Linked DNA regions of Mus musculus: region 1 is linked to region 2. The links are chromatin contacts, called in public Hi-C maps. All regions are on one chromosome and are shown on one strand. The core of a region is the stretch at or near the end of the contact, and the rest is flanking DNA. Distances in the headings are between cores, read along the strand shown.

The links. Hi-C and Micro-C count contacts between places; a contact is called where the count stands out from the background.
Region 1: a contact with region 2 is called in a Hi-C map of cerebellum, with 1.7 times the contacts expected there. The contact joins two enhancer-like sites. A contact is called at or near these places in 2 of 484 Hi-C or Micro-C datasets (adipose-derived mesenchymal stem cells and cerebellum) and 1 of 115 datasets of contacts at active chromatin or transcription factors (astrocytes).

What each region holds. Positions count from the first base shown.
Region 1 is chr14:106,175,782-106,178,481 of GRCm38.p6, reverse strand. No RefSeq gene overlaps it. Among named protein-coding and RNA genes, the nearest start is that of Trim52, 71 kb to the right of the region's middle. Within about 2 kb of position 1,396, at least 18 of the 459 cell types and tissues checked have an H3K27ac peak or open chromatin away from gene starts, as enhancers often do. A contact at or near this core is called in cerebellum, where this site is marked.
Region 2 is chr14:105,327,227-105,329,926 of GRCm38.p6, reverse strand. No RefSeq gene overlaps it. Among named protein-coding and RNA genes, the nearest start is that of Gm24207, 52 kb to the right of the region's middle. Within about 2 kb of position 1,291, at least 217 of the 459 cell types and tissues checked have an H3K27ac peak or open chromatin away from gene starts, as enhancers often do. A contact at or near this core is called in cerebellum, where this site is marked.

The sequences.
Region 1 (2,700 bases), core at 147-2,646, 850 kb before region 2:
ACTGTGCATGCTCAGCCCTCCTCCACCTTGCCATTCATGATTTATAACTCTACACTTGCTTAAGCCTCAAGCTCCACACCCTCCTACTAACTTCACACAAACCCATCTACCCCACAGGCAAGACTGAGTATGCATATATCATCTTCTCTAATTTTCCTCCCACTGCGATTCTGAAACCAGGAAATAGCATCAGATTCTCTTCTGCTGGCACAAGCATGGCCAGCACCATTACCTCCGATATGTCCTTTAACCTCCAGTTCTGCTACCTCATGTATCTCACCAACACCACGATCGTCTCTCATACATCCAAATTCTTAACCAGTTCACTCACTATGCATTTGATCTCGTTCAAATCCATTCTGTTTGTAGCGCTCTTTCTTAAACTATGACCTCTAAAGAGTACAGTTCTTAGTAGCAGCATACCTTTACCTTGTTACAATCCCCCCTCCCCCAAAAAAACAAACAGAACAAAACAACAACAAAATCCACTCCATGGCTATGACTAGCAATGTGTTTATAAGAACAGGCTCAGCTAGCCCCTGTTGCCTGATATCTGTAACTCATTTACCATCAAATTCAGACCTAAACACACTTTCTCTGGTTCCTCTGGTTCCTTGAAATGATCACATACTTTTCTGTATTGGTTCTTGGCAAATTAGACACCTTTTCTGTTAATATGATTATTCATTTATTATCATTATTATTTTTTTCATCTTAGAAACCTCCCTGCCAGAAGTATTGCCTGAACCTCAAACTTGGGACTTTCATATCATCATGAAAGTAACACTATTTTATACTTCATTCTATTTATTCAAATTGTGTCTGCAAAACCCCAGAAAAAAGCATGCATACATATATATATATATATATATGGGTATAACCAAAGTCCAGCAGCCTGATTGTGAGGCATATAGTAGACAAGACATTGGCATCAAATAGTTGAAAATTTCAAGCCTGATGTCTCAAATATGAATTTTACTACTATTATATGACTTAATTATCTAAAGGATAAAAATAACACAAATGCCAAAATCTAAGGCTATTTTGGAGGAGTTTCAAATGAACTCATAAATTTTTAGTTGTCTATCATTATTAATTCAAAAAGGCTACATACAAAGTGGTGGGCAGTTGTTTCATTTCAGAGTTTACCAAAAGCCAAACTAGTGACAACAAAGATCTTCTCTGTCATAATCTGGGATTTCAATAGAAATAAGAAAGCAGGTTAAATTAAAATTTAAAACGTTTCTGAAGTTTGATTGTATTAACACGTTACTCCATTTTGTCATTCCTACTCAGACTCTGCCTGTAACAACGGCCTTCCAGCTTGGAAAGACAGAACAGATTGGCTGCCAGTTGAGTGGAACACAGCTTGACCTATTCTTAGCCACTTGGCAGAAGCAGGGATATCTGTGTGGTTACCATGGCACTGGAGCTGCTTGACTGGATGGTTAGAGTTACCTACCCAAGCAAACGATGAAAAGGATCTGAGTCGAGCCCCTACAGAGTCCCTCATATCAGCAAACTACAGCAAATCCTGCCATGTATCAGGCCTGGTAAATCCTTGTCAAAGCAGCACATTACAGTGAGGAACTGGAAAAGTACATTCTAAGTAAAGGATGCTATTGCATTTGACCTAATGGTTATGTCATATCCATTTATATCGTGTTGATTAATGAAGGCAAATGGATTTTCATTGCTTTTTTCCTCAGTTGTCTACATCTGGAGCGTAAAATAGATGTAGAACTATGGGTACAGATATGGGTGCAGATATGGGTACAGATATGCAGATTGCTTCTTTTATCAATTTGCCTAAACTATCATATAGTCTCCTAATGTGCTTTGCCTACACATGCTACTTTATGCTAATATTTCTATTAAAGTGATTAACTTTCAAAAGCTTTACTCCTGAGAATTCACACTTATTCTTCATTTATTACAAAAACAAGGAAATAGCTTAAAAAATATCCAATACAGAGTTTCCTGGAAATTTTATTAACAGCAGTTTCTAAGTATTTTACTTTTTTAAAAATTTAGTCTAGGGCTTAATTTAGTCAGGCTAAAGTTATTATGAGTTTCCTTCAATAAAGCATAAATGTAAAGAAAATCTACAAATGCATAGCTAGAAATTAAATATATATACTTCAGATTCTTTTAGAACAACTCATTCGTGCCACTTAGTATGTAACAGATAGTTTCATCACATAAGTTTCTGAACTTTCACAAATAATTTCTTCTACTCACACACCAAATGTAACTGTTTCATAGGACTTTACAACTCCATCCTGGTCCATGCACTTCATCATTGTCCACAAGCCAGATATGAATGATTGTTGTTCACTCTAGTGCCATCCTCATGTTTAGAAGAGATGCGCACCAAACACTGATTCAATGCCAAAGGTGTTGGTAAACAGGTCCACTCAGTAAGTGACAATAGTGACTGAGAGCTCTTGCTGTTTTACTGCAAACAGACCATCAGATCGAGTTCAGTTCACATAAAAAACTTACCTCAAGCAAATCATGATGGCTGGCGGCCTTGGTAAACATGTAAATGAACTTGATAGCCCTCTCTGCTTAGAAAGTTCATGGTAACTACTCTCCTACCTACTTTATTTGTCTGGGATTGAAATGTCAAGAACTTTCCAATGGAGCCATTAGCTCCTAAACTACTAACTCAGCCAAACATGTATCACAGTATCAGTG
Region 2 (2,700 bases), core at 42-2,541:
ACCATGCAGAGAAGCCAAGCAAAGCTTTTACCAAGCGCTGACCAAACCACCACCACCACACTTGGCATTATACAGGGGCAGTAGGGATCCAAAATCGTATCCTGGTGCTGTGAAGCAAGCAATTGACCCATCAATTCGTCTCCCCAAGCCCTTCTATGGAATTGGCCACAACTGTGCTTCTTCAATTGGTTTGGTCTGGTTTGGCTTGGTTTGGTTTATTAAAACAGGGTCTTTGTAGCCCAGGCTGGACTCAAACTCACTATGTAGCTGTATAAGTTCGAGGATAAACTTGAGTTCCTGATCATCCAGGCCCTACCTCCCAACTGCTGAGACCACAGGCATAGCATATAGCACCGCACCCAGTCCATAGGTGCACTTCCTTACACCTTCATAACTGTTTTCATGAAGCCCAGCTTTTCCCACACTCGTGAAGTCTTGAACTATTGCACAGTGCTTGAAGTTTGAGTTGTGCACAAGCAAGAAGTTTAGAGAAGGGATTGGTCATAGAGTGAAGAGAATCAGAGTACAGTCTGCAAGTCATTATGCCAAGCAAACTGAAGGAGTTTAGTCACAACCTCAATTCCACTAATACTCCTTTATTGGTTCTCATCAGAGACAAGGGGAGAACACAGGCAAAATTAAGATAAAAGCTTCTATAACCTCAATCAGTCACCTCTCTTAGGATTTTTCTCCTCCTCCACTTCCCCCCATTTCCTCTGAGGACATGCATTCCCAACCCTTAAGCTGTCCTGAGAGTTATGCACACTCTACCGCCTTACCCCTCTGGCAGTTTCTCTGAGGTAATAGCATCTGGAGCCAAGGCCAACATAAGAGAGGCCACAGGGGCCATTCCCCGGCAGCACTAAAACCCCCAGAATAGCAAGGTGTGTGTGTGGGGTGGGGGGGTGTTCATTTACTCCCTGTAAGTGGGCCTGTGGTGGGCTTTGGGAACCACATCTGTATGATGTCAAATGTGAAAGATGAAAAACAAGGAGACGAGTTTTGCTCAGCCTCCCCTTTCCCACAATTCCTTTCAGAAATGAAGCAGTTAACGCGGCTCTCCTCCTCTTGGCTGGAGCGTTCATGTTTTATTGGCACTGTTTTATCCCTTGAGACAATGGCAGATTGTTTCTGGTGTGCGCAGAAGGATCTTGTTCTGGCAGGCAGGCTTCCAGTCAACAAGCCCCACATCCTCTGCAAGAAGCCAGCATGTGCTTTGTTCCAACCTGACTGTCAAGTAGCTTTTCCCAGTCAGACTCCCAGCCCAGCCTGCCGGTGTCAGCGAGAGCTCTGACAAAACTGAAACCAAAAACACTCAACAGAGTTTCCAACCCATGCAAACCCAAGCCAGCCCGGTCAGGGAAGGAGGTGGCTACTGAAATCCTTCGGCTGAGAGGCTCTTCACAAGCATGCTCTGCTCACATTACCTGCTTAGAAAAAGCCCTCTTCCCCTCAGACCTTTGCCCTGCTTAGCAGCCTTCAAACATCGAGGATTGGGTAATCCTAACTGCAGCACTCGCTCCATCTTGAAGAGCTGCTCTGCCAGCAAGTAGGGAACAAATTTAAAACAATAAAGAACTCCCTACTTTACTTGAAAAGTCCATCACCACAATCAAAACCACCCTACCCATCCACTCACCCACTCAGGCTGTCTCCTCCTGAGCATCCGCTGCACCGTACCTAGGAAGGAGTCACCCAAGATAGCCACCATGAGTTGCTCTCTAGCGATTAAGAAATTAGAACTAAGAAGTACTAAATACCAAGACTTCCATTCAGCTATAGATCAGAAAGCACAAAATATTTGACTTTATTAGATCTTAACTTTTTTTTTCTAACCTGAGCACAGCACGCACGCTATCATAGAAGCGAGGCAGAGGCAGGACGTCTGCAAATTTCAACCCGTGCTGGGTTACAAAACAAGACCTTATCTGAGAAGAAAAAAATATATATATTGTATAGAGACAGAATTTAAAGATAAGGAAACAAACCAATCAAGGTTAAGGGTCTATCAGTGGTTATGTACTAGGGAAATGATAAAGCTGGTTATTAAAACCCATTTTCCAGTGGAGGAAAGACAAGTCTTTCGGTAGCAAAAGGCTCTCTCCGGTACCTTCAGAAGTTTGCATGACACTTCCTAAAGGTGGCTGTGCATCTTTCTTCCCTCTTTGTGTGTAGATGTATGTATTTATGTGTACTCATTGGAGGGTGTATGCGCACATATGTGGGGGAAGCCAGAGGACAACAGCTATCTCCTACATGGCTCTCTACCTTCTTTCAGAGATGGAGTCTTTCACTGGACATGGAATTTATCCATGGGGTGGACTGGTTGCCTAGCAAGCCCAAGCTTGGAAGCCTATCTCTCCCAAACCTCTTGCTTCTTGTAGTTCAAGACCACAACCAGGGTCACCTCGGGTGGATGGTGCCTTGCGTCTCCTCCTTTGCTCAGCTAGATGATACCCTGATGCGGAAGGAAGCTTTTGAGTAGTTAGTTGCTACAGTGAGTTGGGTTAAGGCCTTGGGGAGATGTTAAGATGGAATAAATGCATCTTGTATGTGAGACATTAATGTGGAGGAGCATGGATGGAATACTAAGGTTTATATGTGTCATTCCAGCCTCTAACGCTGACCATAGTAAAAGGTGGGACCTCGAGAAGGTGATTGGGCCATGGAGGTCCCTTCCTGGAGAATGGGATCAGGTGT